Regions from separate parts of the Zea mays genome. Here region 2 is linked to region 1. Evidence: chromatin contacts called from public Hi-C data. All regions are on one chromosome and are shown on one strand. Each heading gives the region's core, a stretch centred on a gene start, on an enhancer-like site or on the middle of the called end of the contact. The rest is flanking DNA. Distances are from core to core; before and after follow the strand shown. Region 1 holds the start of LOC541908 (expansin-B7). Region 2 holds the start of LOC100285831 (cortical cell-delineating protein).

Region 1 (5,909 bases), core at 1,628-4,127:
GCGCATCCTGAGTGCTGGGAGCAGATGGTGCAGAGGTGGTGCTCGGCTGAGTGGGATGAGGCACACAACGCTAGCCGGGAACGGCGTTTGCTGATGCAAGGTCCCTCCCACCATCAAGGCAGCCGCAGCCTGGGCAAATACGCGGAAGCATGGGTACGCGCTCTTTTTTATTTAGGTATATAACTTTCGATTAGACATGATTTCTAACCATCTCGTTGGTTTTCTCGCAGTCGGCGGCACATGGTGGCGCGCCTTGCTCCACGTTCTCGGCATATGCCATGGCCCACAAGGGGAAGGCGACGTCCGACGTCACCTACAACCCGGATGACGGGCCCGAGGCGTACACCAACCCCGCCATCCACAGTCGACTCAGTGAGTACACCGCCATGGCCAAGGAGGTCCATGGGCCAGATTACGATCCGAGGACCGAGGACATCGACGGAGATGTCCTCATGAGGGTCGGAGGAGGCAAGAGGCATGGGCGGTACTGGATTGCCGACGGGGCAATCGACTCGTCCTCCACTCCCACTCTCTCTCAGGTGCGAGCAAGGAGCACGAGCGCGAGCCCAGCCATACGACCTCGGCAGGACACCTCACAGCATCGTATCCAGCAACTCCAGGTTATTCCTTATCTATTCATCGTTCATTGATTTTTATATATCTTCTCTTTGCATTATCGTAACATTAGGGCGAAATATTACAGACTCAGCTAGATGATGAGAGGAGGCAACGTGAGGAGCTAGAGAAGAGGATGGCGGAGATGTTCGCGTACATGCAGAGCCTTGGCGCCGCACAGGGTCATGCTCCACCACCTCCGTTGTTCCCTGCAGCTGACCCTACAGAGTTCACTACTCCTGTGAGTATCAAAATTTTAGTACTGCATGATATATATTCATATGTTCTCACACATATAATCTCTTCTCTATGCAGGGTCAATCGGCGGCGTCGAACAACCCTCATGCTTCGTCCAGCCCTTCGCCGAACCAGTCCAGATGCCCACCTCGTTGATGATTTGTTTTGTGATGATCCAGACTTACCTTTATGAGTGTTGGTGATGTTTGTTACACTTTATCTTGTGAGATACTTGGTGATGTTAGTGATGATGCAGACTTGTATCTGTTTTGTGATGATCCTGACTTTAGTGAGACTTGTGATATGTTTTGTGAGACTTTGTGATATATATGGTGTTGATGATAAATGTGTTCATTCTGTGATGTGCTTGATATATAATGTGATGTGAATGATATATATCTTTTGTTTGTTTGGATGGAACAACAAAAGCAAATAAAAAAGGGACATCCTGGTCACTTTGCCGAGTGTAACACTCGGCAAAAGGTTGCTTTGCCGAGTGCAATGACCATGGCACTCGGCAAAGAAGGAAACCTGGGAACCGGTAAAGACATCTTTGCCGAGTGCTGACAGTGGCACTCGGCAAAGAAGGAAACCTGGGAACCGGCAAAGACATCTTTGCCGAGTGATTTTGCCAAGGCACTCGGCAAAGATACTGGCAAAGGGGCCCACTGGAGGGTTCTTTGCCGAGGGCCGGTCCACCAGACACTCGACAAAGAATCCTCCTTTGCCGAGTGCCTACTAGGGCTCTCGGCACAGGGACTGGCTGTGGGGTCCACTAGACCAGTCTTTGCCGAGTGTCGCCGTTGGCACTCGGTAAAGGATCCGTCACCGTTACTTGGCGCCGTGACGGTGACTTTTCTTTGCCGAGTGCCAAATGACACTCAGCAAAGTTTTTGCCGAGTGCCCGACAAAAAGTACTCGGCAAAGAAGCTGTTGCCGATGTACAGTTCGCCGAGCGTTCTTTGCCGAGTGTTACACTCGGCAAAGCCTTTGCCGAGTGTAAAATAGCGTTTGCCGTGTGTTTAGAACACACGGCAAAGAAGCTGATTCCGGTAGTGGCTGGTTTGCGGTTCACGGGACCGGTCTGGTGGTGCACCGGATCGCCCACTCCTACTAGTCGGTGTCAATTTGTTGATGCTATTCTCCTCTCTCGAAGACCGATCAGCATGTCAGGCGGCGTAGAGCGTAGGATTGTAGCGAGCGCTAGACAATCATGGTGGTAGATGATCTCCTCGCCTACCTCTGGATCGACAGTGTTTGACCAGCCTGCCGTCTCCAAGTTCAACCGCATAAACATCGCCCACTCCTACTAGTCGGTGCGTGTGTGCATAGAGAACTGAGTCTCGATGACGAAATATCTCCATAATAGCACGGTATGGATCATGACCTTATGGCACCCTCTATGTGGTGTTGGCGAGGGCATGATGTGGCGACCTTGTCGTCCTCCATGACTATCGTCCCGTGGAGCAGAACAATGCTTTATCTCCGGCTCATTTGGCTCCGATACAAAATATAATGTTAGCTGGAACTCTTATCCAACGATGATTGAAGCTTCGACGAGGATGAACGGATCACCAAGAACTCTCACGAACACGATGAATACTCTCCATTTCTTAGTGTTGTACAGCCAGACTTATTTTCTCCTTATATTAGCTATTTATTTATCTGCATCTTGACCCTAAAAAACAAACAACAAGACGGGTTAAGATTAACGCGTATCTCTATAAGAAAGGAAAAAAGTACCAAAATTCGGAATTACAGATCACGTGGGGCAGGCAGATGAATCCATGGACATGATCGATCACAGGTAGAAGTAGCAGCAGTACGTAGGGTGGCTCGTGAACCTCCCAGCAGGCCACGGGGCCAGCAGCCTGATGCGGGCGTCGCTCCCTTCCACCCGCATGTGAGCAGCGGCGGGGCCCGCCGGCGGCCGGCGATGGAGGATCGATGGCCTCCGGTTCGGTCTGCGTTTATTTGCGTGCGTAGGTTGCAACTAACGGCCGGCCGCGGCCATATATATGCAATCAATTTCCCGTGACCCGTGTCCGTTTGCCTTAGCTTTCATTTCATATATATATATATATATATATACATGTCAGTCTCTCCCCCTGCAGCCTTCACCTTCCACTTCAGCTTCATTCCACTTCCACTTGGATCGATCGATCGCATATGGCGGTACTGTGGTGGTGGTCATCGTCCTGCTTGTCCTCCCGCGCCGTCGCTGCTGCGCTGCTTTGCCTGCTGGTGGCTCACGGCAGCGATGGAACCAGGCACAACAGCAACAATGGCGGTGGTAGTGGTAGTTCCAGCAGCAGCAAGAGCCACAAGCAAGGCGGAGGGGGACGAGCCCATGCCGCGCCGACGACACCGTCTCCGTATCCGTCTCCGTCTCCGGCGGCTGGCAACAACAGCAGCAGCGACGACGGGTGGCTGAACGCCCGTGCGACATGGTACGGTGCCCCGAACGGTGCTGGTCCGGACGACAACGGCGGCGCGTGCGGCTTCAAGGGCGTGAACATGCCACCTTTCTCGGCGATGACGTCGTGCGGCAACGAGCCAATCTTCAAGGACGGCAAAGGATGCGGGTCCTGCTACCAGATCCGGTGCAAGGCCCACCCTGCGTGCTCCGGCGTGGCGGAGACGGTGATCATCACGGACATGAACTACTACCCGGTGGCCCCCTACCACTTCGACCTGAGCGGCACTGCCTTCGGGGCCATGGCAAAAGACGAGCACAACGACGAGCTAAGGCACGCAGGAATCATCGACATCCAGTTCAAGAGGGTTCCCTGCCAGTACCCTGGTCTGACGGTGACCTTCCACATCGAGCGTGGCTCCAACCCCAACTACCTGGCGGTGCTGGTGGAGTACGAGAACGGCGACGGCGACGTGGTGCAGGTGGACCTGATGGAGTCCAGCCCCGACGACGGCGAGCCCACCGGCGTCTGGGAGCCCATGCGCGAGTCCTGGGGCTCCATATGGAGGATGGACACCCGCCGGCCGCTGCAGGGGCCCTTCTCGCTGCGCGTCACCAACGAGTCCGGCAAGACGCTGGTGGCGGACCAGGTCATTCCGGCAGACTGGCAGCCCGACAACGTCTACAGCTCCATCGTCCAGTTCGAGTAGCAGTATATGCCATGCGTCGTACATATAGATATATATACACTACACACACAACGCGGTGTCAGCAGTAATTTAAGCAAGTATATGCATCATCATTAATTCCATGGACGGATCGGATCGATGATATATATGTACGTAAAGATAGACAGGCATAAGACGACGTCTCTACCTAGCTAGCTATAGCTGCTGAATACATACATATACTTGTCGATCGAGACGTCGCTTGTGACGTCCGTCCAGTGCATTATGAATCATCTTCGATCGATCTGTTGTTGGATTATACATGCTATATATTCGTGATAAAGCTTTACCCAACTATTAATGACCTAACGATCTTCAGTAATTAGCGATAATGATATTCAGTCACCATCATCATCATCGATGGTTCCAAGGCCACACATTACATTCTCTAGCTAGCTAGTTAGCGCGCGCATGCATGGACATGGACACGGACAGCATGCATCCATCGCTTTTCTCCTTTGTCACCTTCACTTGAGCGGCCCGTGCGTGCAGTGCTGGCGCTTTCTTTGGTCTTTTGCGTTGGCCCTCTGCATGCTTTCCTTGGATTTGCATGTCCTCCTCTGTATCTTTGCTTTATTCGCACCACTCACGGGGTTTTTGTTTTAATTCGCATGCATGCCCCGCCGCCTCTCTCGCATCGCATGCCAGCCGGCTGCCCGCATGCTACTATGCCCTAGTACGGTAGTACCCATCCCTCTGGCTACCCCCACCTAGAGCTCAAAAGTTGGGCCGGCCTTGATCATGGTTTAGGCTACCTTTTTTCAACCAGCACGATACAAAATAATTTTAGACAGGTTCGTGTCATACCTAGATACTAAAAGTTTGGCTCGGGTCCGGCCAAAATACGACGGGAAGATGATCGTGCCATGCCGGCCCGACTCAATCGAGGCTATCTTTTAAAGACCAACACGTCACAAAATAATTTTGGATTGGATCGTGACGTGCTTAGATACTAAAAGTTAGATCCGACCTACTGCGAAGTACGGGGGCCGATGATCGTGTTACCGTACGAACAAAAAACATTTATATATATATATATAGGGCAGGTATAACGGGAGCCCTGGGCTTTCAATAGTTAAAAGAAGCCCAGGTTGATCATCCCTGCAACCTGGTTCAACCCAGCGCACCGACTAGACCAGGCTGTCGGTTGCACCACCCGCGACCACGTCTGTGCGCGCAAAAAAGGAATGTATGCATAAGTCAAACACGTCCCCATGTATGCGCATAAATTTAGGAAAGATATGTGTGGCAGTTTCTATTTTTAAATGCTTTGTTTTCTCCATAAATTTAGGATCGCTGCAACACCCATGCAACTAGACTCGTGAGGACCATTTTATGATATATACTGCTACTAAATATGCTACCCTGTGTAGATAATTATGCAATTTGGTATACTGCGTAAAAATCTGTTACCAGATGCATGCACACGGATTTATGATGAAAATAATGTGCAATGAAAGGAAATGAATTGCACGCATAGAAACAAAAAAAATCGTATTTAATGTTTTATTTCCTTCATAAATATAGGATCCCTCCAACAGCCATGCAGCTAAACACATTAGATCTAGTTTATGATATATATTGATACAAATTATACTACATGGTGTAGCTATTTATGCAATTCGTTACACTGCGTAAAAAATCTGGCATGTTGTTCACTGGTGGACGCATCTCCGGGTTGGAGCGTAATAACCTTAAGTTTTGAGCATAAAATTCTTCAATTATAAGCGTAAATACCGAGCCAATGTGAGAGCTTGATAGCTCTAATAGGTTGTTATTACGATCCTATTTTTATGGCAGATCCGAAAAACATGGCAGCCGTATGCATGCGGTTATACATATCTAAAAATTATGGCAAAATGCATGCATGAGTCAAACACGCTCCCTTACATGCGCATAAATTTAGGAAAGAT
Region 2 (5,909 bases), core at 2,223-4,722, 230 kb after region 1:
CTCAACCTGCCCATCAACCTCAGCCTCCTCGTCAACTACTGCGGCAGGCGCGTCCCATCGGGCTTCCAGTGCTTCTGATATATATGGTGTAGTATTATATATGTCCATGCATGCAATGCATCTCGTCGTCCATCACATGTTGTTGTTGTTGTGTGTGTTTTCGATGATCCTGTCTCTGTTATAAATATCATTATTATTACAGTACGTGTGTGACCTGAATGTTTGTATTTGGCCTGATGCATGCACATTCATGGTTCAGATTTTTAGCGACATCTCGCTGAATTATTTTTCCGTGTTGGCCGAAAGAAAAATCGTAAATTTTATACACACTAATAATGCATGCATGTGAACTTTGGACTATATGTTTTTATTGTTTATGTTATATTTTTCAACACAATGGATATAAATCATACTAGTAAGTATTTGTTTAAATCTATTTTTTAGATGGTGATATTTTTGTTTTCATGCATATGTAAGTCTCTAAAAATATCTAAAGAAGTTTCAGTGGTGGCCGAAATCTTCGTACTAATAACGGAATAAAAAAAAAAACCATATGCATGCAGGATAAATGAATGCATAAGAACGAGAACACCGTATATATACCTGCATGGTCGATCGATGCAACGTAACAACAACAGGAAACAAAAATCCTTTGCATCCGGGATGCAAATAAAGAATCTCTTTTATAGCTCCTCACATTCAACACTTGTTCCATAAAAATAAAAGAAAAATAAATTACTAAAATAGGGTATTTGCATCTGAGATATACAGAATTTCTTTTCCCAACAACAGCACACGTAATATTATTTTTTTTTTTTTTGCATGCATGCTCGGTCCTGCTCACAGCAACAAAATGGACAGTAATATATGGGTTTCGTTCTTCTTTCTACATGAAAGAAAAGAAAAGAAAAGAAAAAAAGATATATGGGTGCACGGCCGGCCAATCGTCCTTGGAATGTTTGACGATGGACTGCGGGCCAATGCAAGCTGGTAGACAGAGAAATGATGGATGGATGGATCGATACGTGCAGGCTAGGGCACCAACGTGCTCATCTCTTTAGCTAATTTCTCAACGTACTGTTTATTATTATCACGTGAAAAACTATATCATGCATGCATGATGTTTTCTAGAGAGAGAGAGAGACAGACAGAGAGAGTTGCACACAATAACACGTACAGGATCGAGAGATGAGGAACGTACGGGTGTGCACGTACGCTGGCCGCCCATGGTTTAGCTACAGCTGGGAGAGCTGATCGAGAGGGTGCATCGTCTGGTCAGGATCGGAGGCCAGGCTGACCATTCATCGATATCGTCTGGAAAGGTGAGGCTGACGTTTGTTTTGTAGCTAGGTATATGCCCGGCCCGTGAACCCTAGGGTTTTGTTGGCTTGCGCGCCCATAATTTGCAATCCGTGACCAGTGATCGGTCCATAATGCATGCATAGAATAAGAAAGCATAGCAGCACGAGCAACTGTACCTCCCCCCTCTCCATCCGCATACGACTGTCGTCATCCTTCGCTAGCTATATACCTACCTTTTCAACCTACTTTATTTCAACAAAAGTTAGCTAGTCTTCCTTTTTTTTCTACCTACGTACAGTATGTCAGTACGCATACATGTACATCTTATACGGTTGCGCAATTCATGTACATGCATATAGATGTCCCTTTTATTTGGCATGGCTATTTAGACGGCTTTGGCTTTAGTTTATAAAGTCCTACCAAATGGTCAACAAATAGTTTCTCGTTAAGTGCCCTCCAAGAACTGGAGCCGTTTTCTTGTTGGAGCCAAAGCACCAAAAACCTCGGTAGAAGGCTTCTACCGGGTCCTATCTACACCTTTTCTTATACATCATTCGAATGAAACACAAGAGAAGATGTTTTGCCAAACCAATTACAAAATGGATCTCTCTCCTCTCGATAAACCAATGAGTTCAGAGAAACCATAGCCAGAACTATTTTTAAATAAGCCGGAGTCCTGTCAAAAAGGGCTCTAGATTTAGGGTTGATTTGGTAGATAGAGGAATCCATACCCTAAGAGAATTGTTTCAATGTCCGGATTGAGGAACATATATATATATATACTGGTGAGAGTGTGTTGTTTGTGTGTGTGTGTCTATATATATATATATATATATATATATATATATATATATATATATATATATATATATATATATATATATATATATATATATATATATATATATATATATCCTCAAATTCGATGAAACTAGCAGATGTTCATCGGTACTCGGTGTATGTACGTGTCGTCGACGAAACATGCATTCGCTTTGGGGACAGATCACCCAGGTGTGCACATGAACTAATAAATTTTACAAAAAAATGAAAAATGTATACATATATTTTTTTTTATCTTACTCTAATTATATACAATACTTTAAGTTCAAATTTGTTATACTTTAAACGTAATAAAAAAGATAAAATGTTTGACAAGTTTAAATTAAAACGTTCTCTTTTTTATTACAACTAAAACATAACGAGTTTGAACTTGAATTTATATATATATATATATATATATATATATATATATATATATATATATATATATATATATATATATATATATATATATATATATATATATATATATATATATAGGCTTAGTATAGAAAGAATATGTATGTTTTTTTATAATTTTTTTTATAAATTTTGTTAGTTTATATGTAGCATATGTATACCAAAGATTCATATGCACCGGATATGTTTCTGCTTTGCTTTACACCCAATGATTTATATATTATCATGCTCACGCAATGTATAATGCAAGCAAGTTAGGAGAAGAGTAGAAGAGAAGGCAATACCAAAGAAAACATCCGGAGGAGGCACGTACATACAGTGGTGAACTAGAAGGAAAGAAGAAGAATCACAAATATGCATATGGCAACTGTGAAGCTAGTGACGAACTAGCCACTAGTATATATATTAGGCGCACAGGAAGCCCTGAGGGACGCTCTTGCCGCAGTAGTTGAGGAGCAGGGTGAGCTTGACGGGGACGTCGAGGTTGATGCCGAGCACGTTGGCCTTGAGCGCGGTGCAGAGGCAGACGGCGGCCTCTAGGTCGGCGAGCCCGTCCAGCAGTGGGCAGCACGAGTCGGTGGGCACCTTGCCGATGGACACCTTGACGAGGCCCAGCACGTTGGCGCACACGCCCAGTTTCAGCGCGTTCTTGGGGCACTTGCCGCCGGAGCTGGACGGCGGCGGAGGGCACGGCGTGCTGGTGGGCGACGGCGGCGGTGGCGATGGAGGAGGAGTTGGTTTCGGGCAGCCGCCGCACGCCGCCACCTCGCTGGCCAGGAAGGCGCTGGCGGCGAGCAGCAGGACGAGGGCCACGGCCGGGAACCTCGTCACCGAGGCCATTGCTGCTAGCCTACTTGTGTACTCCTAGTGGATATGGGCCAGGAGCAGCTAGCTAGCTAGAGCAAGCAGTAAGTTGTAGGGCTGTTGTTGATGCCTAGCTAGCTAGCTAGCTATATATATATAGGGAGGTCATGCTAGCTAGTGCATGGCAACAAGTGGTAGAGAGTTCACCAGTCACCTCACTTGGTCGTCCTCCATTCCTCCTCTCATCTCATCCCTTCCCTTGTATAGCTGGCACTGGCACACACAACACTACTCGAGCCGAGCCTAGTGCTGCATGCATGCATGCATACGTATGTTGGAAGCTAGTGAAGGCCATCTTGTGGCTCACATCCATCAGCTTCCCGTCCGTCGAATCGTCGCCGATCCTCCTCATGGAAAATATCTTACCCACCGAATCGGCTGAGTCGTCGTCGGCCTGAATCCATTTTTCTGCACTCTGACCTCTCAATTAAGCTTAAAGAATATAATTATACTATGATGCAAGAGTATGTACTACTGTACCAAGTACGAACATACACCATGCCTGCACACATTCATAGTTTGTCTCTCTGTAAGGCTTGGTTTGATGACAAGAAATTTGGCGACGATCCATAAAAGAAAATCAGTTGCTATTCAAAGATAATCGTAAATGATTTCCTTCCATAGATTTTCTCCAAATCCATGTAACCAAACCATTAATTCATAGTAGATTATACGTCGCACAAAAAATAATATAGCTTTAATAAAGTATATCTTTCTATATAATTCTATAAATAATTATAAATATAACCTTGATAATTATATATATGTTATTCGTCAATCTAGGTGATAATCATCCACCCTAGAATAACTTAACAAATGCTTTACAAAAAATATTAATAACTTAATGATTATTAAGTTATTTCAGGGTGGGTGATCATCACCTAGAATGACAAATAGTGTTGTCCTATATATACATAAATACACACACGACACTTATTACCATCCGAGGAAAGCTAAGCAAAGCAAAGCAGCCAATGCAAGCACATCCTTACACGTACGAAACTATGTACGAGTTTCGTTTTCCTGAAACGTGATATAGCTCGTTTAGCTCGTGAGCTGACTCGTTAACAAACCAAGCTGGTTAAGGAAACGAGCTAGAATGTTAGGTCAAATTCAAACGACCCAATTCGATTCGATCTAAGCTGACCACGAATCAAAAGAAGTCGACGAGCCACGGTCATTTTATCCTGCCCTAAAGGTGAGCCAGGCTGCCGCCCGTGTAGCACGCCTATCATCACATGGAGCTTACTACGACTAAGTTGTGTGACATAGAGATAAAAAACAAAACAGCTGTCCCTACACGAACAACACAACAAGCAAAAGAGGCCAATAAAAAAATGATGATGATGATCTTTTTCGGATCATTCATAAGAAGATGGGGGTAGCCCATGTGACCCGATAGATGGATGAAAGCTCGACTTGTTGTTTTTCTATCAAATACCATCATTACAAAGCGGATGGTACGTCAATTTTTTTTTTTAAAAAAATTGTTCTTCTCCTCCTCATGGCCCAGAGCCCATGCCCTCACCCACCTGCCAACAAAATGAAATCCGACAATCCAGCTAGCTAACCCAACAACAAACAGTGGCAGCGAGCATGGAATGGTATGTAGGCGGAGGCCCAATAACATCATGGTAGCAGGTGGAGGCCCAAGGACAACCACGACGGCAGCGGCACAAGCTGTGCGAGGACGACATACATATTAAAACATATTTTTATTGTACAGCGGTAGGGTTAGAAAATTTCTAATTTAATTAATTTATTTCAACATGCTAGTTTTGCACGTCAAGGTAAGTACCAGAAGAAATCAGAGATAAAAAAGAGTGGCATAAGTCTGGGGCAAACAAAAATTTCACAAGGTTCATACCACCTGAGTGTAATATGCTACGCTCTCTCTTTATATTGGATGTATAGATGTGTGTGCAGGCTAAGCTTACAAACTCATATGGCGGTACTGAGTTATATAATTGTAAGGATATATCATGCATGCTACAGTGGCCACTGACTACGGTGTAGATACACGTACTTTATAATGCTTACGACTACAACTACAGCCCGAGACATGGCAACAATCAATGTTGTACCCGCACAACGTTCATGGGTATAGTATGTTGAGAACTACGTTACCACGGATCACCAGATCCGCTCACTTCCCTCCCGTCAGCAGTAGAGACGCAAGAAGCTGTATAGGATCTGTCCCCTTTTACGTAAGCACGACAGAGGAAACACACGAGACACATGATATAGGGTTGAGTCTCTGACCTCTTTCTCATCTATTCCATACTAGTGAATGGTGCGCGCCCTGCGCGCGTTGTAAAATTTGATTCTAGAATACTTCTAGGTAGAGAAGGGACAACCAAACCTAAATTATTGTATTTCACGATCAGTAATATGCATGGTTAGATGAATATCGAAACAGTAAACATTATTATTATAAAAATATGTGAAAATGACAATAGTCGAACATGTCTTCAGCTGGATTATGTCCACCACCTTAATAATTG

What was found. Hi-C and Micro-C count contacts between places; a contact is called where the count stands out from the background.
Region 2: a Hi-C map of endosperm shows a contact between it and region 1, with 3 times the contacts expected there. The contact joins the promoter of LOC100285831 here to the promoter of LOC541908 in region 1. A contact is called at or near these places in 2 of 25 Hi-C or Micro-C datasets (ear and endosperm).

The regions. Positions count from the first base shown.
Region 1 is chr1:1,703,705-1,709,613 of Zm-B73-REFERENCE-NAM-5.0, forward strand. LOC541908 (expansin-B7) reads left to right here and starts at 2,878. Exons shown (of 1, transcript NM_001305813.1): 1 at 2,878-4,290. The coding sequence starts at 3,022. The coding sequence ends at 3,978.
Region 2 is chr1:1,929,977-1,935,885 of Zm-B73-REFERENCE-NAM-5.0, forward strand. It overlaps LOC100285831 (cortical cell-delineating protein), which reads right to left and starts at 3,473. Exons shown (of 1, transcript NM_001158721.2): 1 at 2,744-3,473. The coding sequence starts at 3,381. The coding sequence ends at 2,947. It overlaps LOC107546763 (extensin-like protein), which reads left to right. Exons shown (of 1, transcript NM_001322805.1): 1 at 1-183. The coding sequence ends at 78.